7 separate regions of the Mus musculus genome follow, and all the other regions are linked to region 5. Evidence: chromatin contacts called from public HiChIP or PLAC-seq and promoter capture Hi-C data. All regions are on one chromosome and are shown on one strand. Each heading gives the region's core, a stretch centred on a gene start, on an enhancer-like site or on the middle of the called end of the contact. The rest is flanking DNA. Distances are from core to core; before and after follow the strand shown. Region 1 holds the start of Nutf2 (nuclear transport factor 2). Region 2 holds the start of Pdp2 (pyruvate dehyrogenase phosphatase catalytic subunit 2). Region 3 holds the start of Edc4 (enhancer of mRNA decapping 4). Region 4 holds the start of Pskh1 (protein serine kinase H1). Region 5 holds the start of Slc9a5 (solute carrier family 9 (sodium/hydrogen exchanger), member 5). Region 6 holds the start of Nae1 (NEDD8 activating enzyme E1 subunit 1). Region 7 holds the start of Dync1li2 (dynein, cytoplasmic 1 light intermediate chain 2).

Region 1 (3,127 bases), core at 294-2,793, 510 kb before region 5:
CCCTAAGTCAGTCATCCTAAGAGACTGGGCACTCTGCTTGCCCAGGTCTCTGGGACCTCTTAGGCCTTTTAAGAACTGTGACACAGAAGCCAGCAACAGACCAGAGAATTCAACCTGACAAGAGATGCTTTCTGCCAAGTCCTGGGAGCTTTTCTCCACTAGTTCCTAATCATCACTCAAAACAGAAGTGCATTCTCAAAGCCTGCCTACTAGTAACTAGTCAAATACACTACATCTCCAGGAATTCAAGGTGATGGATGACCTGAGGTGCCATTGCTAAGGTACTTTCTCTAGACCCATCCAGCTTCTTGACTGTTCACAGGCAGCCCTAGCACACGTGAAGAGAAAGCAGACATCGTGACTTCTAGTTCTAGATCTACAAAACAACTTCAAAAGGCAAAAACAGTCTAAGCCAGTGCCATAGGCACAAGGCCCCTTCCACCTTCTCTGGGCTCAAAAACCTCAAGCATGGAGTCCATTTCTTCATGAATTAAATCCGACCTCATCACTTCAGTAAGGAGTCATCTTCCTGCTAACTCTAGGAGGTTCTAACGTACTTTAGAATTGGGCCCTGACTGAGAAATCTAACAAAAACACTGGAGGCTCACACAACCCACCCCAGAGCTGGAGTCTAGTCATGGATAAGATTGGAGCTGCCTCTCCAAAGATACTAGGTCCTTATTTTCCAGGACTAGCTAGAGGTAAAGTCCCACGAGGCATCCCCTCCCACCCCAGAATCCCTGCCCTTGTCCTCCATGCTGGACACTGCAGCACCGGTTCTACCGAGGTAGAGGTTAAGTTTCGTGCACTCCCAGCAGGCAATCAAGCAGAGAAGCGTTCACCTACATCCTAGCCGGGCTATGGTTTGGAACCGGGCAATGGTCCCAAGCCCCAGCAGCGGCAGGAGGGCCACCCTTACCCATGCTGGCTCTGGAGCGAGCTGGGTGGCGTTGCCCATCCCCGGATCTTCGCCGGCGGGTGGTGGGACGTGGGTCTGGGATCGGCCCGCCAACCTGCCTGCAGAGGTTGCAGGATTCGAGCAAGCCAGGCAAGGCCACACAGGGCCGGGCCCTGAGAGCTATCCTGATCGTCCGGACAAAAGAAAAAGATCTGGCCATCAGCCAAGACACAGGGTGGCCCGGACAGCCGTCCATCAGGCTCTCAGCATTCCCCGGGCCGCGGCCGCAGACAATCCGCGGTAGGCGGAGCCGCGCGCGACACATGGTGCGGGCCCCGTGCCTCTTCGGGCCGCCGTGGGGGTGTGAAGAGGGGAGGGGCCTCCCAGGGCCTCGAAGCAGAAGCTCCCGGCGGCCTAGAGCGCGGCTCCTGCGGCCCAGCCCCCGCCCCGGAGCGCTGGCCCCAACACTCACCCGTGGGGCTGGCACGATGGCGGCAGCGGCGGCGGCAACCCAGCGCGGTCTGCGACCGACTGTCCCTTCCCCCTTGCCTTCCCTCGCCCGTCCCGCTGCACTCAGGGAAACGTAGTCCCAGTATGCTCCTTATACGCCTTAGTGAGCTTAGCTAGAACTACATTTCCCAGAATGCCATTCGCAGAGGCGCAGCCACGGCTCGCAGCGCGGGAGGAGAGGCTAAGTTAGGGAGGGAGGCGGTCCGGGTGAGCCCCTGAGAATTGTGGTCTAGCGGAAGCCTCTGGAACACGGAGTTGGCGCCAGGCAAGGATCAGGTCTCGGTTGTAGCTGGGTCCCAGCTGGCTTGGCCCCGCCTAAGTGTATGTGGCCTATGGAGCCTGACCCCGCCTCCATGGGAGCCTGGTTTAGCTTGGAGCTGGCTGGCTTGTCCCAGCAGCCCCTCCCTAGGCCCCTAGTCCAAAGCCTACTCCCTTTAGGCGCCCTGGCTACCAGCTCTGCTCCTCTAGCATCAACCCACGGGGGCGAAACCCACTCCTCTCTTGTTCAATGAGTTAGCTGTGTCTCAGAGGAAGCCACTTATCCCAAAGTTGGTTGGAAGGTAACTAGGTTTTTATTGAAACTCTAAACACTCATCTAAGGTGGGCCCATAGTTGGAGAGGTTAACCTCACGTGTACAGAGAGGTATTTTTAAAAACAGAATCGTGAGGGTTTTCTTTTTTTGATTTCCAGGTTTACTTGTTTTGTTGGAGCAGACAGGGCAACTATTTTTGTTTGTTTATTTGTGTTGAGGAGGGATGAGCCACGACATGGGTGTGGAGGAGAGAAGCAGCTTTCTGGAGTCAGTTCTTCCACCATGGGGGCCTTGAAATCAGATTCTCTCAGGTTTAGCGACCCACGGAGCCAGCTCACCTTCCAACTTTAATTTTTATTGAAAGATAACTGGCGAAACGTAATTTTCCTAAATGGCCAGACTGTAAATAATCTTCCCACCCCTTCCCCTTTACTTTCAATATCCTTTTCAGTTTCCTGGGTGACACAAATATTTGAAGTAACGCCTCTCCGTCCCGCCTGTGCTGGGCAAATGGCTCTGCTACCAACCCACAGAACCACAGAAAAGGAAAATGGCTGCAAACACCCCTATCTTCCTAGTCAGAAGACTCTTTAATACTTCTGTTTTGCCCTCTTAGCCTCACCCCACCTCCTGGAGATGACTGATAAAACCAGGCTAAGCTTCTTGATTAAAGCCCCTGTCTAAACTGGGCAGTGGTGGCACGTGCCTTTAATCTCTGCACTTGGGAGGCAGAGACAGCAGATTTCTGAGTTCAAGGCCAGCCTGGTCTAAAGAGTGAGCTCCAGGACTTCCAGGAGACAGAGAAACCCTGTCTCGAAAAACAAAACAAACCAAAAAAAAAAAAAAAAGAGAAAAAAAATCCTCTGTCTATCCAGACCACTTTGCTTGGTCACTAAGAACTCCATGTTACCCTGTTGGCGACACATCAGGAGCCTGACCCCACCAAGAAAACAAAACACAAGCAAATCATGAGACAGGATGAAGGATCCAAGGAATGTTGCTAATGGGTTCAAAAGAACCAAGGTGACAGCATCTGTTCTTTGGAAGACCAGGAACTCAAGGACAGGCTGGAGAGAGAAGCCCCCATTCTAAGGGAAGGGTATTGGTTGGTAGCCTGAAAATACACTGCTGTGTTTTCACCACCTGATCACAAGCCAGAGCTAACCCTAAGAGGCCGATGTAGCTT
Region 2 (3,145 bases), core at 297-2,796, 760 kb after region 5:
TTGTTGTTTTATTCATCACTGGGGACTGAACACAAGGTCTCTTCTATTTGATCTACCACTGAGCTACATCCCCAGCCCTCTTTCACACTTAGCCTTGAACTTTAGATCCTCCTGCCTCAGATTCCAGGGTAGCTAGAATTAGCCATCAGTTGCTGGTCTCACAGAATTCCTGTGTAATTTGTATTGGTCATTGTTGTTTTGTTTTGAGACAAGGTCTTACTTTGTCACCCTGGCCAGCATGAAATTCACTGTGTAGGTCAAGCTGTCCTCAAAATCAGAGATCTGCCTGCTCTGACGTTCTCAATACCTCATGAGATTAAAAGTGTGTGCACCATGTCAAGATTTCACAACGTTCTGTAAAGACTTAATAAAATACGACACTTCTGAGCCGTCACAGTGCTATCACGCCTTTAATTCCAGAATTCCGGAAGCAAAGGTGAAGAGGCAAGCTGATCTGTGAGTTCAAAGCCAGCCTGATCTACATTGCAGACTGTTACTTTGCTTGACAAAGTAAGCCCATGGGAATGGGGGGGGGGGGTTGAAACTGGGAGTGTGGGTGCACGCCTTTAATCCCAGCACTTAGAAGGAAAAGGCAGGCAGAATTTGAGACCAGGTACACAGAGAAACTGTCTCAAAAATCAACAAAAGGAGGGAGCCACTATTTTTGTCCTTGGGATACATTCTGTACAGATTTTTATATCATTGGGCCAACTACTGTGAACATGATTTCCTATTAAAGGCAATGTTTTCAGTGATAGTACTATTTATGGTTTTTGGCATAAACATTCACAACTACTGGTGACTTGGAGCTTGTTTCCACTAACCTGGTACCAAATTACATGGCATTTGCAGTCACCTTTCCCTTACTTATTTCCAAAACCAGTAGGTCAAAGGGTATAAACGCACTGTCAAACCGATTTCCCAAAGCCAATACCCATCCCGCTGAACTTGGGACAGATGAGGTCGGACAGGGGCAGATGGCCTCAGACGCCCCTTGACCCTGCAGAAAGGACAGGCAGCTGTGCGCAATGAAAACCATTCGCCTCCAATGGGACAGAAAGAATTTAGCACCCCTAAAGAAACCAAGTCTCTTGATTTCTTGGCTGGACCGCAAGGCTCTAAGAAATCCCAGCCCCCGTTTAGTGGCTGAGCCTTGGCTTTCCAAGGTGTAAGAATCCAGTTGCGACGTCCAGCTCACCGGTGCTCCAGTACTAAGGAAGCTGGTGCAGAGAACCGGCTAAGCAGTCGTCTCCTCCACCAGTGCGCGGGCCCACGTGGCGCGTGCGCGCGAGTGGGGTGACCATGACCAGGGGCCAGCTCGTCCCGCCCTCTCACCTCATCCCCCTCTCCGCCCCATCACCTGAGGTACCCGTAAACTAGGCTAGGGAAGGCGTCCGCACCCCGAATCGTCCCCTTCCTTACCTCGTATCCTCGTCCTCTCCTCCCCAGCTGGCGCCGCTGGCACTCGGCGGATCCTCTCGGCTCACTCTGGTCCTGAGCACAGTTCCGCGGTTGCTGCGACTGGGTTTTACTTCCCTGGAGAGGCCCCCAGTCGAGGAACCAGCACCAAAAGAAATATCCCTCCCGCCATTCCTGATTGGCTTATCCTTGGAGGCGGGCCCTTGACGGACATTGAGATTACCCAATGGATGAGGAGGGCAAAAGGAAGGCAGAGGGGCGGGGCCGGGAGGGGCCACCCTGCACTCTACCCCCTGGGGTTACCCGTGGCTTTTGTGCAGCCGCTGCGCCAGTAGGTCGTCACGTGGGGCTCTTCCCCAAGCTTCCCTTATCACCACACCCTGCAAAGCCAGAACCAAGAGACCTCTCCAGTTCTTTACAGTTCATTCTCACATAGATTCCTCCCGGGTTTTGTTCCGTTCCCTCCAAGCCTCTCTCCAAAGTGCCACATCTTTATTATCTTTGGACACCTATCTTGAAGGCTTTATGGACACTCTAGGTTCTACTTGCCCTGACCTTATCTTCCAGTCAAACCTGCTTTTCTTCCTAAACCAGCAATGGCTTCGCCGGCCCCAGAAGACCCAAGTCCAAACACCAGGGTCAATTTGATGCTTCCCTTACTGTCACACACTTTAATCCTGTCATTCCCACCTCCTAAGTCCCTTCCCACCCATCCATTTGCCAATGCCAGACTCCAAAGCCTTTAAGGCCCCCTACTTCCAAATTACACTTAGTCCCAACCGATTTTCCTTCCTTTACAAACAGCTAGAAGGAACCTTCTAATACTCACATTTCTGATCTAAAGAGTTCATTGGCTCCTTACTAACCACCATTTTGAATTCTCAATTACATTGGCCTCTTAGCGACAAGTGATGTTAGCCGCACCTTTACTTGTTGGTAGCTTGGGAGAGCCAGAACCAGAGAGGTCCAGAGCTTTCCCTCCTTGCCTTCTGGTCCTAACAATAGCTGAGTCTGGTCTTCACCTTATAATGTGTGAGTCAGTAGAGTCCTTTCTTGAAGTCAAAGAGAGATAAGAGATAGCAGAAAGGTCTGAGAGTGCTGTCTCTGGAAAGAAAGGCAAGCTGGTTTACCCAAAGTCACGTCTGAGGTAAAAGTGTTCCTGCTGTATTTCTGTGATGTGTCCCCTTACTGGGCCTCAGGCCTCTCAAGGAGGTGGTTGCTTGGGAGTGTTTTGTTTTATTTGTGTTTTTGAGGTAGCATCTCACTAGGTAGCCCTAGCTGGTCTAGAACTAGCTATGTAGAACCGGCTGGTCTCCAATGTACAAAGATCCACCTACTTCTGCCTCCCAAATTCTGGGATTAAAGGCGTTTGCTAAATCCCTGTTTTTGTTCTGGGTTTTGCTTTGGTTTTGTGATACTGAGGATTGAACCTAGAGCCTCCTGAATACTATCAAACACTATCATAGATAGATCTTCGTTACTCTACCCTGTCCCCCTCTCCCCTCCCATCCTACCCTACCCCTTCCCCTTTTTATGCCTTGAGACAGATTCTCACTAAGTTGTCAAAGTCAATCTTGAACTTATGTCCTCCTGCCTCAGCCTCAGAAGTAGCCCTGAGGGTGTTATATAGGTCTGCACCCTGTCTGGAAGTTGTAAATCAGAATTTGTACTAAGTTTCTTCTGGACACTGTGGGGTCTCTTTCAGGCCCATACTAAAAACCAAGTA
Region 3 (3,145 bases), core at 269-2,768, 530 kb before region 5:
AAAGGCCTAGGCTACACAGCTAATCATGCCAGGCTCTACAAAGTCTGTACACAGTTGTCTGCTCAGCTGACCGTGGGCATCAGAGGCACTAACCGCCTCATGAGTCAAGGGAGCACACCCTGAAAGCACAAGCCCAGGAGGCTCAGACAGCAAACGGATTATCTGTGGCTGTCTCAGCTGAACCCACTGGAGAGTACAAGTGCCCGCTTTAGCAGTCTGGGTTCCACCAGCAGGCATAAAAGGTGTGAGAAAAGAATCACTTCTCAGTATGTACACCATTATCTCTGGTCAACCACCTCAATGTTCAAACGTCTCTGAATCGCACGGAAACATCTCATTTTTATACATACTATTTCCTTTTTGTAATATGTGTCTTCCACATAAGTGCCTCGAGGACTTTTCCTGGTATTCAATCTCCTGTCTATAGTATCCAAACTAGCCCTAACAGTCTCCTCTCAAACCAGCCCTCTATCTCCCTCACCGTTATTTCCCCATTCCCATCAAAGTACCCTGACCATCCTTTTACAATAACATTATATTACAATGCTGGTGGCCTTCTGTCCTGGGAACTCTCATCTGGGAAGAGTAGCCCCAAGGAGGATACTGGGAGCCTAAGTAAAACTCGAATGAATTGGGAACATATGGGCTTGCTGACGTTTGGAACCTAATCTAACCTCATCAGAGCCTGTCTGTGATCTGCCTTCAATCCAGGAGAAACATGCTTTTGGGGTTGTCCACCTTTTGCCAGAAAATCGTTTTCAGAGCAACACCTGGCCTGGGAGTATACACTTTTGGGGGGAAGCCAAGTTGCAGGGTGGGCACAGAGGCTCTTCAGCAGATCACTTAATTCTAGGCCTAGAACTCGCTAAACCGACACTGCACCAGGCCTCTGAACCCTGGCGAGGAGGGATACGGGGCCAGTTCTCAAAGCACTGAAATTTGGAGGCAAGGAAACCAGATGGATTGAGTGGATTCCGAGGAGAGCGCCATACCTTCAGCCAAAACACTTAAGAACAAGGCAGAATGGTCTGGCATAGGATGGGGAGGGGTAACACCCAGGGGTCTGCGCCATTCTCTGGATATACCCAGGGATCATCCATGACTCCAATTCCTGTCCTCCGCAATCAAACCGGAGGATCCCGAGTCTGGCTAATGGAGCCTATGGCACCCGAAAACGGTTCAGATCCACGCCATACGTCCACCACTTCGCTAAGAGCCTACACACCCCATCCCGGCTCACCTCCGGCGGGCCGGTCCAGTTTGAGTATGTCCCGCAGATGCTGCGTGGCGTCCTCAATGTCGATGCTCGCGCAGGAGGCCATGGGCCCAGCCACGAGAGTCCTGCTCGCCCGACGTTAGTTCCTCTACCTCCGCAGTGTCCAATTTCGCCCAGCCACGACCCCGCTAGAGAGGAGACAGAGCACTACACAAAACCTAGCCGCAGTTCGCAAACCGCCGCCCGGACTGCGTCCGTGAGCCCTGCCAACCCCACCAACCGCCTCCACTTCCGGTCCCACTGACCTTCGCTCCCGGAACCTACAACTACCGCAGAAGAAAGGTTCCGAGCTCAAGGAGCCCCAGTTCCTATCAGAGGCAGCCTCCGTAGGCTGCTTGCTCCTGGCTAGCCCAGTAGTGGCTAAACTTCACAAGACTGAGAAAGAGTAAATGTACTCAGCATTGGACTGCCTAAAACCCTACCATCTCTGGAGATCTAACCCAGGTCCTAGGCCATTCTGATGAACTGGATAATGGTACAACAAAGCCAACTTTACCACTCAGGTAGTAACTTTTCAGACCTTAAATAAGGTGAACTGGTAAGGGTCTGTTCCCCCGCTTAGGAGTAAGCAAGACCAAGACATCTTCGAGGTCATTAGCCCCAGGAGATGCAAGGGCAAGGGAGATAGTTTCTACCCCCAAAACTGTCATTGTTACCAACTGTCCCCAGTAACCCCTTGTCCCACACGGTAACTTCACGTTAGGAATAAAGAGACCATAGTTTACAAACACCTCTTTATTGCAGACATTTCAGGCACAGGTACATGGAAGAAGCTGTATTGCAGATTTTATACAGGGTGGATTAAGAGGCAGCTGGCATCTACCTCTCTCCCACCCCTACTTCCCCCAATACACAGCAGCTAGAGATCAATCCCACTGGAACCTTCTGTGTAGCGTCCAGGACTATGCTGGTCTAACCAGGCAACCTGTGGAGTATGTGGAAATCTTTACTCTCCCCTCACAATGCAGGAGAGCAGGGAGAAGGGCATGTTCAGGTGTGCCTAGCCAATCCTAAACCCCAAATCCTGGGCTTGGTTCTAGCTTGCAGTTGCTATTTTAGTAGCTTTATACTATCCAGAGGTCTCAAGGATGAAAAGCTATATCGGTACTGAGCAAGACCTGTGCCCAGACTAAGAAACAGGGCAGAAACTGCCATACTAGTTAAGATTTCCTGGGATTTGAAGAGTGTATGGGGTATGTGGAAAGTAGGAAGATGGTGTGTAAATGCCCTGCACAGGTCTTGAGGGGAGAGTTAGAGCACTCCTTCACACTGCTTCCTTCCAGTGTGGAATTTATACTCCACCTAATGGCGCCTGGCTCTGATATCCCAAGCAGGCAGCACAGCATCTCTCGCTTTGCTTGGGGAATGTGGGCATCTGCATGTCACTTATTTTGGGTATAGAGCAGGCCCCTACATTTAGGACTTCAACCCAGAGGGTATAAATATGGGAAGCCATATTTGCTAAGGCCTTTCTAGCTGCTACAGAATATCTACCCTGCTACTAGACCCAAATCTACAGAGCAGAGGCCACAGGTGGTATCAGACAGAGCTGACTGAAGAGCCTTCAGTCCAAGAGAAGCTTCAGGCCAGGCCTGCGTTCCAAAACCCTGGGGCTGGAGAGAACTCTGCCCCGGCCCGCAGACATGCGAGCTTAGCCACTTGAGTGAATCTGCTCCTTGCAGTAGGTTCTGTTGAGGTGAGGCAGATGGGGGTGGGGAAAGTGAGACAATGGGCTGGAACTGTTGATGCCCAGCCAACTACTTAACTAATTAAAACAATTTAAACTGTTAAGAAAATTTTTGTGGTTTTATTGTATCATGAGGCATTGAAACATCTGAACAAATCAATATCTGGGCGGTTGGTGAGGCA
Region 4 (3,204 bases), core at 549-3,048, 550 kb before region 5:
TCACTCTGTAGCCCAGGCTACACTGACTGATGAACTCACTATAGAAGCAGGACTGACCTCAAACTTAGAGCAATCCTCCTGCCTCAGTCTCTTAAATGCTGGAATTACAGGTGTGCACAACTATGCCCTGACTGCATCATTTTCACAATTTTCTGAAAAGGGGACACAGCTCAGTTGTTAGAATGCAAAATGCCCAGGATCAATCACTGTACAGGGGGAGGAAGGAGACTTAAAAAAAACTTTAAAAGCACAGATTTCTACCTCATATCTTGTTTCTTTCTTATTTTTTGTTTTGCTTCATGAGACAGGGTCTCACTCTGTAGTCCTGGCTGACTTGGTACTCGATATGCAGTCTGGGATCATCTCAAGTACCATGGTAATCCTGCTCCTTCTGCTTCGCAAATGCTGGGGTTACAGCATTTAAGCTACCATACATTGTAAGCTGACCATGTAGCTAAGTGAAAAGGGTTCAGGCCCTGAGTTCAATTTCCATCAACGAAATCAGCAGAAAAATAAAGTGAAGACTCCCCCCACCCCACCCCCAAGACAGCCTCACTATATCAGACTGTCCTTTAACTTTTGGGCATCCTCCTGCTTCTCTCTCAGGAGTGCGGTGATCACAGGCATGCACCACCAAACCAGGGCTTTGGAGTATTTTGTTTTTGAGACGGGGTCTCATATAGCCCAGGTTCGTCCTAAATGTACTATGTAGCCTAAACTAGCCCTTATTGATCGGAAGTGTAGTCTACCACATCTAGAGAAGAGTAAAACTCTTGAATTTGTATCTTGAAAAAAAATACTTCAAGATGTCACTGTTTGCTGTGACTATCTCAAAATGCTGGCCATGACAGATGTTCCCCCAAGGCTTAATCTGTATCTATTCAAGTCAGTGTCCCGATAGCTTTAACTAAACACTACTACTGTGTGAACGCAGGAGACAGTTTTCCAAGGAAAAGACATTGGTGATAGATTCAAAAAGACACAGGTTAATTTCCTCTACTGGTGAGTGAGGGTGGAAATGAACGGAAGTTTCACAAACCGAGAAAGCAGCTATCTGAACCTCGAGGGTATGAAACCACAGAGTTAATAGGAGGCTCACATGCCTCAACAAAACACTACATAATCGCAGTACAGACGTGCCCAGGCGTTCTCTGCAGGGCTAGGTAGGCCACATCCGATTATGATAAGCTTTGAATGCTGCAGGCTACAAGGTTTAGTTTTTCCCTACAGTGACTAAGGAGGCAATTTTAACGAGTGATTTTTCTGGTGCGAATTATACACGCAGCAGCTTCAGAGGACTGAGCGGGGCTCTCCTTATAAGTATGACAGGTTTGCCTTGCAAGCGACCCAGCTGGACTCTGGCCCTTTTTCCAGCCAGTACATGGAAGCGATCGATGGCCCCCGCAGGACCCTGGCGTTCAGTCGCAAGGGAAGGGTGTGGAGTAGGCGCCGCACACAACAAGGTTAGATCAACCTGACCCGCGCTGGACGCGGGACGGCTGGGCCACAGACAGGCAGATGACCAAGTCCATCGGGCCTAACGCGGCAGGAGGTTTCGAGGCCATGCCTGGGGACCGCGGGTAGCCACAGCCCGGCCTGCTCCCCAGCCCACAGGCCCCAGTGCACGGGGACCGAGGGCTCGGAGTCGCGCCAGGCCCTGGCTGCGCCCGCGGCTGAACTCGCAGGCCCCTCACGCCGGTCAGGCCGAAGCCCCGAGCCGGAAGGCCTCACCTCGCGCGGGCGGCGGGCTCTCCGGAGTCTCGGCGGCTCAGCCCACCGTCTCCCAGCCCAGGCCACGGGCGCCGCCGCCATCCTCCCGCGTCAGCGTGGTGGCGTCATTACTGCGCGCGCCTGACGCCAAAACAAACTTGGGCGGCCAAGGGACGGAAGGGAGGCGGAGCCTCCAGACGCGAACGCAAGTGTGTGTAGGGGGGGGGGGGGGTTCGGAGTGCCTGCCAATCAACGTCTTCGGGGCGGAGCAGAGCTCTTTTCCAGGGGTGGGTCTGTTTGCCGCTAGACACCGCTGGGGAGCCATTTGTGGAGGGAAAAGTTCTGGGAAAGGTAATGACCGAGAGAAATGGAAAAAAAATGGCAAGATTCTTCTATAGATGAAGGAGTTCTTGAAGGGCAAGGGAGTGTGTCATCACGCCAGGGCTAATTTTTTTTAATGTATTGATGCAAAAACAAATGAATCACGAGATTTATAACATAAAATAAAAAGTAAAAAAGATTGTTAATGTATTGATGCAAACACAAATGAATCACGAGATTTATAAAATAAAATAACGAATAAAAAAGATTGTTACCAAGCTTGACATGGTGGGCACATTCCTTTAATCTCAGCACTCAGGCAGGAGGATCTCTGAGTTCCAAGCCAGTGTGGTCTACAAAGCTAGTTCCAGGACAGTCAGGGCTATTACAGAGAAACCTGTCTCAAAAATAAACAAAGAAGCTGGACGTGGGGGCACACGTCTTTAATCCTAGCACTCGGGAGGCAGAGGCAGGCAGATTTCTGAGTTCGAGGCCAGCCTGATCTACAAAGTGACTTCCAGGACAGCCAAGGCTATACAGAGAAACCCTGTCTTGAAAAAAAAACAAAAAATTAATTAATTAAAAAAATAAAGATTTTTTTTTTTGTACTAACACACTAGGTTTTGAAACAACTTTTACTTTTTTAAAAAAGACAAAACATCGTTAGCCTGTAATCCTAGTACTTTGGAAGCAGCAACAAGAAAGACTTTAGTTTGAGGCTAGCCTGGTGTATTTATTAAGGTCCTATCTCAATAAAAAAATTCATCAGTGTGTTCCCACATGCCTATAATCCTGGCACTCAGGAATTTAAGGGGATATTGCAGTGAGAGGTTTAAAAAAAAAAAAAGGCCAGGTTATAGAAGTTATAAGTTTTCTTGGGATACAGATTAAGACCATCTTTCAAAATGGCAGCAATGAAATTTGTTTCTCAAAGGGTTATGGGATTACTAAAAACATGAACTTTAACCCAGCCTGGTGTGATTTGGGAAGCAGAGGGGGGACCTCTGAGTTCAAGGCCTGCATGGTCTGTCTATAGCAACAGGATACCCAGGGCTGCTGCACAGGGAGACCTTGCCTAAAAAAAACAGCATGAGGAGGGGTGATACCCAGAGTAGGGCTTCCCCTTCTCAAAAGAGACAGGGAAAGTGGATGGGGGAAGGACCTGTGTGACTG
Region 5 (2,956 bases), core at 40-2,539:
ATCCACAGGGCCACCAGGTAGGGCGCCTCCACCTCGTGCCACTGCCAGCGGAAGAGCGCCAAGCCTGGAGGAGGCTCACCCAACGGCCCGGACTCCTGGGTGGGTTCTTCTGTGGCCCCCGCCCCCGCCAGGGGCAACCCGGGCAGAAGAAGCAGTGCGGCGCTCAGCATCTTGCTGTCCTCCGGGCACTGCACGGCCGCCGGCCCCGCGTCGCTGCCGCCGCCGCCGCCGCCGCTGCCGCCGCCTACCCGGCGCCCCCGCGTCACAGGCACGTGGGGCTCACTCCCCCCAATCCGAGCTCCGATACCCCCAGGCCAGGTCCGGACCCCGAGACCCTGCCCAGGATCCTAGCAGTTAGGATCCCCTCCTCCATCTCTTCTAGGTTAATCTCATCTCCGGAAATTCCCCAGCATAACCCTCCTAACCCCTCGAGTCCTGAAACCCACTCTTTCGAGTGTGCTCTCCTAAACCGCCTCTCCTCCGGATTCAGAAAGGTGACCAGCCACCGCGTCCCGGAGCACCAAGAAGGACGGGGGTCTCGGGAAGCAGAGACAAGCGCAGCTACTGCAGAACACCGCCCAGCAGCGGGCCACCCGTCCCAGGTGCTCAGGCTGCGGGTCCCAGTGCTAAGCTGAGAAAACCGCAGGGGGCGGTGCGCTGCCGCCTTCCAGCACGATCTCCAAAACCTGGGACCCCCCTACCGGACCACAGCTGCGCACGCGCACTGGGCACACCCAGAAAGCCTAATGGACAACGGTGCTCTCAACGTACCCAGAAACCTCAAGGCCGGGACGGACCCGGCTCTTTCCAGGCTGAAAAGCTGGCTATTCCTCATCTCTCCAGAGCCCAGAGGCGCCGCCTTCCCTTTCCTTCAAACTACAGGGAACTGTTTGCCTATTCCATGGATCTGAGAGGACCTTATGGAATTCCCTTTAAATTAGGAACAACTTGGGGCATTTGACTCATCTCGCCCCAAACCGAAGAATGTCTCCACTTTTCATTCATCACCCAAGCCGAAAAAACATGTGCTACCTGCCTCCTCACAGTGACTCATCCCATTCTTTTTCGAGAAAGAGCACCCGTCCTCTTTTTTTTTGCCCCCACAGCTAAAGGGGACTGAATCCACCTCTTCTTTCAAATATAAAATCTATTTCCACTTCTTATTCCACATTGAAAGAGATTCTTCTTACTGCTTTCCCCAAATGAGAGAAATGCTTTCATTTGTCTTTCAAGCTAGCAATTAGTCCCATCTCGTCCCTTGAGAGTGGCCCAGCTACCCAGATTATCCGAAGAGATTTACCCCCCCCCCCCCATCTGCCCTAAAAATCCTTACAAAGATCCGCTGCAGCCTCGCCCATACCAAATCTAAAGAAAGTCTCCCCGCCCTCTGCTCTGAGGCGGAGCGGGAGCTCGGGTTTTCCCGCCCTCCTAGCAATGGAACTAACGGGATCACCAGCTCTCTGAGTGGCTGGCCCAAGCGCCGCCTCCGGCGGTGGTTAACCCCGAGCGCGCGCTCGCCGCTCAGTCTTGGCTCCACCCCCTTCCTTGGTCCTACCTTCATCTGGCTCCGCCCCTCGAGCCGCGAGCGTCCGGCCCAGCCTGGCCCGGCCCTAACAGCAAAGTTTAGTCGAGTTGAAGTTGCAGCATTTGCAGGGGACACAAGAGGCGTCCAGCGGTAGCCGGTGGCAGAGCCATGGCGGGCGAGGAAGAGCGCGGGGATGGGGACCCAGTATCCGTGGTAACTGTGAGAGTGCAGTACCTGGAAGACACCGACCCTTTCGCTTGTGCCAACTTCCCGGAACCACGCCGGGCCCCCACCTGCAGCCTGGACGGGGCTCTGCCCCTGAGTGCGCAGATCCCTGCTCTGCACCGACTCCTGGGGGCGCCTCTTAAGGTGAGGGGCGCTGCGGAGGTTGAGGTGGGCGGTGGACAGACAGTGCTTCTAGGAGAGAGATCGTCACGGGCGGGTGCTCGCCTCCAGAAAAGTCTCCGGCCGGGGTCCTAAGGTCTATGCTCCTCTGCCTACAGGGGGAGACTCAAGTTGAGGGGACAGTATAGAAGCCAAATGAGAGTTTGTGATTTGTTCCACTCGGGCTTCCCTTGAAAGTTAGGCCCTCCTGAAGAGGTGCTTGGAGTCCCCTCGCTGCCTCTTTGCCAGGGTTGCTGCTGTGGTTGTAGCGGATTGGGGAAGTGGAGTTGGGAAGGGACAGACTTCCACCTGCTCCAGGTAGTCGGGGGCGGGGCCCCAAAGAGGGGCGGGTTTAGGGAGCAATCATAGAAGGGATCGAGGCTACCGGCTGGGTTGGGTCCTTGGAATACAGTCTCTCCAGCGCTGTTGAAGACTGGAGTCCCAGCCAGGATGAGAGGAGTCCCTTGGAAGCGGCCGTGCGCTCATGGGAGGCTGCCCGGGTGGGAAAGCCCTTTGCGTCACCGCCCCCATGGTCCCTTAGGCCCGCCGCTGGTGGCCTACGCCTGGAAGGGAGGGGGTGGATCAGTCTAATTTTAAACCGCTGGCCTACCCTAGTTGCCGACGTTCCTAGGCCGACTTTGCTCAGTTAGAGAGGCATTTTTCCGTATGTCCAGCAGGACCACCCCTCCCCTCCTGCTGGCCTCCCCTCCACCTCCCCGCAGGCATCCCTTTCCGGCTTGCTTTTTCCGGGCCAGGACTCCCAGAGGCATACACACTACCACCCCCCAGGGTTCCTGACCTGCGGGTTAGCTGGGAGCTGTGAGGGAGATGGGAGGGAGTTGATGGGGTGCCACAATTGGGCGCGGGGTTGCGTAAACATGGCCCTTAGCCCCGGGGTCTCCCCTGGAATGTGCCCTAGGCTCCAGGCCTCTAAACTGCATTCCTCGCGTTGCAGCCAGCCCTGCCTCCAAGTGCAGTCAGGAGGGGGTCGGCGAAACTTGGCCTGGGGAGTGGCCAGTGGCCAGGCAGAGCCCCAGCTCTTTAAGA
Region 6 (2,969 bases), core at 420-2,919, 810 kb after region 5:
GATGGTTGTAAACCATCACGTGGTTGCTGGGAATTGAACTCAGGACCTCTAGAAGAACAGTCAGTGCTCCTAACTGCTGAGCCATCTCTCCATCTCCCCTGCTTCATTCTTTTAACCGAAGTGACTACAGCGATAACCTCTTTAATTTTTCTTCCCCTTTTCTTTCATTTCCTTTGCACCCATTCTTTTAAAGGGCTGGGGAGAAGGCTCAGCAATTAAGAGCACTTGTTCTGCGGAGGATCCAAGTTCAGTTCCCACAGTGAATATTTCACAACCTCACACATACATTTAAGAATAAGTTTTCCTCAAAGGAGAGGTGGCAAGATGGCTCAGCAAGCTGGAAGATTTGGGCTTATCCCTCGAACCTGTGTTGAAGAGGACGAGAAGTGACTTCTGCAAATGGTCCTCTGTCCTCCACGAGTGCATGATGGCATTCTTGCACACACACCAATCAATAAACATTAAAAAGTTGTAAGAAGTGCATGCTCTGAGGTATCCTTGTCCACTTACTAACAACTGAATGCTTCTCAAAATCACACAGTCGCAGGCAGTACAGCACCCTCGGCCCCTGATGTTGTTGTTTCCAATTACATTTGTCCATCTTTCCTTTCCTGGGGCCAAGGTGTATGCAAGGCTATGTAGTGAACTTTCACTTTCACTTTTGACCTTCTCACATTCCCTGGGTGTATTTTATATCGCTCACGTTTCACCTGTCTAACTGGAGAGGGAATGTGACAACTGACAGACATGCACAAGCACATAATGAGCTGGGAACGCCTAACGCCCCTTTTCTCCCATCAGTTGGGTTCCATAGGGGTTGGGGGAGGGAGGTCACAGCAGGGTGTCCCCTCACCTTGTGTCCTAACACTGTGCCCAGGGGAAGTGCATTTGTTAGCACTGCAATATTACTGTCAAATGGAGCCGTCTCTTTGGTCCCTCACCCCACAAGGCTGGAAGGATTTTATGTGTGGATGTACACTCATCATGTGCTGGGATAATAATCTCAGGACGTGCAAGTGCATCTGGCAATCATGAATCTGGAGACTCCTCTAGGATTTGGGATAGAGGAAAGCAATTCTTACTTGTCAGCAAGCCTCTTCTTCCCTCTTGTCCTCAACTTGCTCATAAGCTCCTTCCTTAGCATCGGCCACCAAGGGACAGTCATCCTGTGTCACATGAATCGATGATAGCTTTAATTTCCTCCTTGTTCATGGGCTTCACAGGCAACTCTGGCTGCTTCTCAGACACCCTCCCGTCCCCCAAGTCCACTTCTCATTTGTCTCCTGATGCCGTTTCATCTCGTTCAAAACCCCCTTTCCCTTGCGTCACCACGGGGAACAATTCTTGGAGGGAAGCCGTGGGGTGGGGCCCCTCTGTCTACCCATCAGGGTAGCTTCTCTATATAGAATACTATATACAAGTATGCTGGTGTATTGTTCCTCTTGGAGGAGTCTCAGGAACGGTGAACTCACCCAGAAGAGGACTAAGGTTTATCAGTGATAAGGATTATCACTCGATTTAAAAGTCGGAGTTCTCCACAATTACTGCAGGTAGAGAGAGAGAAACATTCTGTGGAACTCAACCTCAGGTTTCCCCCGGCTTCCCAGTGACGCGTGCGCAGTGCAGCGTCGGCGCCCCCTACTGGCTGCGCGCTGGAGGAGGGCGCTTAGTGCGCCTGCGTGAGGCCGAGTGGGTGGCGGCCTCCTTAGGCGGCTTTGCTGTTCGCGGGCCAGGCGCGGCCATGGCGCAGCCAGGGAAGATACTCAAGGAGCAAAAGTACGACCGGCAGCTGAGGTGAGCCGGGGTTTACGAGTGAGCAAGCCGGCCAGGCTGGCGGGCTCTCCTGACACCCGCGGGGCCTAAGTGCCTAGGCCGGGTAGGCCGGCCTCCCACGGGCCTGCGGCTGCGGCCGGCCGTGCAGGGCGTGGGGAGCCGGCGCTCTGGGATCCGGCCACTGGCCCGAGTGTTCGGCGAAGGCCGGCTCGCCCCTTCCCGCACGGCTGGCTGTCCGCGGTTTGCGGTGCGCGGTGTCTCCGCCAACCCACTGGGCTGCACAGTCTCGGCAGGCCCTCCCTACTCGTTCGCTAAACGAGGGGGGTGGGAGCACCCCATCCTGCCCGACCGCCGAGCGCTGCGCCCCGGCAGGTATTGGTCTACGCCCGCGCTGGCCAATAGAAATGCGTCATGCTAGCTTTATCGGAGCAAACCGTGTTCGTAATTACACATTTTCCAGTAGGCACCTTTCAAATAAAGTTAAAAGAAGCTAGACATGGTAATCCCAAGGACTTGAGAAGCAGAGGCAGGTGGATCGGAAACTGAAAGCCAGCCTGGCCTCCATTGGAAGACCTTGGGAACCGGGAGAATAAAGAGACAGGAAAATAAGTTTTGCTACTAGTTCTCCCCACCCCTCTCGTTTATATAGAGACATGGTCTTAAGTAGGCCAGTCTTGAACTCAAGCGCCTACGTCCCAGGTCTCAAGTGCTGAGATTGAAGATGCTCACTGCCCAGCCAGACTCAAAAATAAGTTTTTGCTCCCCCACCCCACCCCTTTTTTTTTTTTTTTTTGTCTTTTACCTTTGAGTGGCCGCCTGGACTTGCAATGTAGAGCAGACTGCGCTCAGACTTGATGCAATCCTTCTGCCTCTTTTTCCCCAACAGCTGAGATTATAAGTGTGGACTATTACACCCGGTTTATGAAGTATTGAGGCTGGAACTCTGGACATCATGCCTGCTTGCCAAATTGAGCTACATTCCCCAATCCCAGAATCAAATTTGACAGTGTTTATCTAACCTAGTATTCCAAAACATTACAATTTCAACGTAATTATTGTTAAAATTACCAAGCTATTTTTGTTGTTGTTGTTCACAGAGTCTTATAAATCAGGTATCATACACATTTTAAAAATGTCTTAATTCATGCCAGCTGCATTTCTAGTACTCAGAAACCATTTGGACAGGGCACATCTAA
Region 7 (2,873 bases), core at 368-2,867, 910 kb after region 5:
ACACCTTGTAAAGTTACCCTGCTTCCTTAGAGAACAGCAAAAGGCCATACCTAAAGTTACCCCTGATCAGCACAAACCTGTCTTTCTTTTCTCCATTACTTCTCCCCTTTTACATCCAGTCTCCCCACTACCTTCTCCACTCAAGAAAAGCAGTCACAGCTGCTTGTTCTGCTGTGAAATATTGACTCTCTGAAAAATAGGATTTAAAAAAGCAAAAAAAACAGAAACCTTGCAGGGCAGTGGGGGCACTCCTAGCCCTCCAAAGGCAGAGGCAGGTGGATCTCCGAGTTCAAGGCCAGCCTGGCCTACAGAGTAAGTTCGAAGACAGCAAGGGCTACACAGAGAAACCCTGTCTCAAACAACAACAACAACAATAAAATTGGTAAAGCAAAGCCAAAAGTATTGTTAACTGTGGTGGTAAAAATCATTCACAGTTTAATAAAGTCTACAAAGGAGGAGATGAAAAACAACATTCTGAGGATTTGTGATAAACTTTCAATGAGCATCCTGAAAATTAAGCCATATAATAGTTGAAGAAACATGGCTGGAGAGATGGCTCAGCGGTTAAGAGCATTAACTACTCTTCCAAAGGACCTGGGTTCAATTCCCAGTACCCACAGGGCAGCTCACAACCATCTGTAATCCCAGTTACAAGGGGTTCAGACACTCTCTTCTGCCCTCCACAGGCATTGCATACACATAGTGGACAGATATGCAAGCAGACAAAGCACCTATACACATTTAATAAAAGTAAAACTAAAAGAGTAATGACTGGAAGTGGCAGGATACCACCTCTAGAACTGGGTCTTGGGGCTGTTTTGAGACAGGGTATCTTAGGGTTAGTGCTGTGATGAAATACCATGACCAAAAGCAAGTTGGGAAGGAAAGAGTTTATTTCATCTTACCCTTCCAGATCATAATCCATCATTGGAGGAAGTCAGGACAGGGTCTCAAGCAGGGCTAAAACCTGGGGGCAGGAACCGATGCAGAGGCCATGGAGGGGTGCTGCTTACTGGCTTGCTCAGCCAGCCCAGGCATGGCACCACCCACAATGGCATTTCTTCAATTGAGCTTCCTTCTTCCCTGATGACTCTAATTGACACACAAAACTAGCCGGCACACAGGGTCTCACTATGTAGCCCTGGCTACCCTCGAACTTGCTATGTAGACCAGGATGGCTTCAAATGTATAGAGTTCCTCCCGCCTCTGCCTCCTGAATGCTGGGATTAAAGGCGTGTGACACCATGTGCAACCATTTTAAAATTAATTTTTTTGAAGTAGGCTCTCACATAGCTCATGCTCAACTTAAACTTACCAAGTAGTCTAAGACTTCTGATCCCTCCCCCTCCCCCCCTCCCCGCCCCCACCAGCTGCCCATTGCTGGTATGACAGGACATGCAAATATCTATGTCCAGTCATTTTTTTGTGGATCTTCGTTCATGTTTGGCCCATTTTCTTTTAAACTTCTGAGCTGTAGTTTCCTCACCTCACTTATTAAGAATTAAACAAGATTCAATGAGATCGCTTTATAAATATGGTTGTCTAGCTTGAGTTCATTCCAAAGCTTGGACTTGCCGCATCAGAGGCTGCCCTGCAGGGGTCGCCAGCGCGCTCTCGGTCTGGTGGCGTCCGCGGCTCCACCTCCCGCGTAAGGCTGTCCGGCTGGCTGCCTGACCCAGCAACGTCCCTAGCTGCGGCGATCCCACGTCCCGCAGACGCACGAGGACACCGCGGGCCCGTCGGGACGCGCTGGATAACGGAGCTTCTGCGGCGTTGCGGGCGGGCAGCGCGGCCCGGCCGGGGTCCTTGCGGGTCCTCGGCGGGCCCGGGGGAGGGCCCTCTTTGTGGCTGCAGTTGGCAAGATGGCGCCGGTGGGGGTGGAGAAGAAGCTGCTGCTGGGTCCCAACGGGCCCGCAGTGGCGGCCGCCGGCGACCTGACAAGTGAAGAGGAGGAAGGCCAGAGTCTATGGTGAGGAGCGTATAGAGCCGCAGATGGCGCGGCCGGACCGGGAGCGGGCCGGAGCGGGCAGGACCGTGGGCAGACATTGATGGGCAGTCGTGGGCCGAGCGGTCCTAGGCGGTCCCGCGCTGACCACTCTTGTCATTGTCGCCGCAGGTCTTCGATCTTGAGCGAAGTGTCCACCCGTGCCAGGTCCAAGCTGCCGTCCGGCAAAAACATTCTGGTGTTCGGTGAGCAGCGGGGTACTGCCCTGGGGCGCAGGGGTGGGTCAGGCGGCGCCCCTCCCACTGGTTCCCAGGCTTCTCCACCCTTAGCGCCTGCTTGTCGCTTGCCTGCCTGGGAGGGCACCCTGGACTCTGGCAGGGTAGCTGCTGAGTCTCCAAGCCCACACCTCTACTGACCCCCTAGAATGCAGCTCCGTTTGGAGTCCAGTGATGTGATGTGGGCTTGGGGCATTGGGGCACATTCCTTCAGTCTTTTGGCTGAGCCTTCTTCAGCCTTGACTCGGTTCATCGGTTAGCCTTGTGCTCACCAAGTTGAGGATGTGGAGGAAGGAAAAAGAGGATGTGCAGGCTGGATGGAGAAGATGAGGGAAGTAGGTGACCTGGACTGGGAAACTGAGGAGATGGACGAAGTCTTTTCTTCAGTCTTCATGGGCAGGCAGCAGAGCTTGGGAGTCAGCCCCAGGAACTTTCTTGCATAAATCCTGCCCTCACTGCTGGGTTGCCCAGTCAGTCATTTAACCTCTCTGGCTTCAGTTATCTCCTTCAAATGAAAGGGATTATATGCGTTCACCTGCAATGCTGTTTGTAGAGTAGGAAATGAGGGCTGAGCAGTGGGACAGTACAGACAGTCTTAGACACCCTGAAAGAATCCCAGTGGAGCCGAGGCAGATGTGTGCGTGGTTGCATCG

The links. Promoter capture Hi-C pulls out the DNA fragments that hold promoters and counts their contacts. HiChIP or PLAC-seq counts read pairs in DNA pulled down with a chosen protein or histone mark.
Region 1: a promoter capture Hi-C map of embryonic stem cells shows a contact between it and region 5. The contact joins the promoter of Nutf2 here to the promoter of Slc9a5 in region 5. A contact is called at or near these places in 6 of 39 promoter capture datasets (the HPC-7 cell line, cranial neural crest, embryonic stem cells and 3 more), 1 of 484 Hi-C or Micro-C datasets (embryonic stem cells) and 4 of 115 datasets of contacts at active chromatin or transcription factors (astrocytes, bone marrow-derived macrophages, embryonic stem cells and 1 more).
Region 2: a promoter capture Hi-C map of stem cell-derived epiblast-like cells shows a contact between it and region 5, with 8 times the contacts expected there. The contact joins the promoter of Pdp2 here to the promoter of Slc9a5 in region 5. A contact is called at or near these places in 8 of 39 promoter capture datasets (3T3-L1-derived adipocytes, the C10 cell line, cranial neural crest and 4 more), 1 of 484 Hi-C or Micro-C datasets (embryonic stem cells), 2 of 115 datasets of contacts at active chromatin or transcription factors (both in embryonic stem cells) and 1 of 9 other capture datasets (embryonic stem cells).
Region 3: a contact with region 5 is called in an H3K4me3 HiChIP or PLAC-seq map of pro-B cells, with 2.2 times the contacts expected there. The contact joins the promoter of Edc4 here to the promoter of Slc9a5 in region 5. A contact is called at or near these places in 3 of 39 promoter capture datasets (cranial neural crest, hippocampal neurons and liver) and 3 of 115 datasets of contacts at active chromatin or transcription factors (microglia, pro-B cells and stem cell-derived epiblast-like cells).
Region 4: an H3K4me3 HiChIP or PLAC-seq map of embryonic stem cells shows a contact between it and region 5, with 8 read pairs. The contact joins the promoter of Pskh1 here to the promoter of Slc9a5 in region 5. A contact is called at or near these places in 2 of 39 promoter capture datasets (liver and pre-B cells) and 2 of 115 datasets of contacts at active chromatin or transcription factors (embryonic stem cells and epiblast stem cells).
Region 6: a contact with region 5 is called in a promoter capture Hi-C map of embryonic stem cells, with 3 times the contacts expected there. The contact joins the promoter of Nae1 here to the promoter of Slc9a5 in region 5. A contact is called at or near these places in 3 of 39 promoter capture datasets (embryonic stem cells and hippocampal neurons).
Region 7: a contact with region 5 is called in an H3K4me3 HiChIP or PLAC-seq map of embryonic forebrain, with 2.8 times the contacts expected there. The contact joins the promoter of Dync1li2 here to the promoter of Slc9a5 in region 5. A contact is called at or near these places in 1 of 39 promoter capture datasets (pre-B cells) and 1 of 115 datasets of contacts at active chromatin or transcription factors (embryonic forebrain).

What each region holds. Positions count from the first base shown.
Region 1 is chr8:105,858,949-105,862,075 of GRCm38.p6, reverse strand. Nutf2 (nuclear transport factor 2) reads right to left here and starts at 1,543. Exons shown (of 5, transcript NM_026532.4): 1 at 1,371-1,543.
Region 2 is chr8:104,589,873-104,593,017 of GRCm38.p6, reverse strand. Pdp2 (pyruvate dehyrogenase phosphatase catalytic subunit 2) reads right to left here and starts at 1,546. Exons shown (of 2, transcript NM_001024606.2): 1 at 1,423-1,546.
Region 3 is chr8:105,879,254-105,882,398 of GRCm38.p6, reverse strand. It overlaps Edc4 (enhancer of mRNA decapping 4), which reads right to left and starts at 1,518. Exons shown (of 29, transcript NM_001301100.1): 1 at 1,241-1,518. The coding sequence starts at 1,322. It overlaps Nutf2 (nuclear transport factor 2), which reads right to left. Exons shown (of 5, transcript NM_026532.4): 5 at 1,997-3,145.
Region 4 is chr8:105,899,068-105,902,271 of GRCm38.p6, reverse strand. It overlaps Pskh1 (protein serine kinase H1), which reads right to left and starts at 1,798. Exons shown (of 3, transcript NM_173432.2): 1 at 1,732-1,798.
Region 5 is chr8:105,346,591-105,349,546 of GRCm38.p6, reverse strand. Slc9a5 (solute carrier family 9 (sodium/hydrogen exchanger), member 5) reads right to left here and starts at 1,289. Exons shown (of 16, transcript NM_001081332.1): 1 at 1-1,289. The coding sequence starts at 170. It overlaps Fhod1 (formin homology 2 domain containing 1), which reads left to right and starts at 1,577. Exons shown (of 22, transcript NM_177699.4): 1 at 1,577-1,894. The coding sequence starts at 1,694. Gm46049 (a long non-coding RNA gene) reads right to left here. Exons shown (of 4, transcript XR_003947441.1): 3 at 2,709-2,956; 4 at 1,891-2,472.
Region 6 is chr8:104,533,337-104,536,305 of GRCm38.p6, reverse strand. Nae1 (NEDD8 activating enzyme E1 subunit 1) reads left to right here and starts at 1,669. Exons shown (of 20, transcript NM_144931.3): 1 at 1,669-1,794. The coding sequence starts at 1,742. It also overlaps a transcript of Car7 not described here.
Region 7 is chr8:104,441,791-104,444,663 of GRCm38.p6, reverse strand. Dync1li2 (dynein, cytoplasmic 1 light intermediate chain 2) reads left to right here and starts at 1,617. Exons shown (of 13, transcript NM_001013380.2): 1 at 1,617-1,969; 2 at 2,117-2,190. The coding sequence starts at 1,863.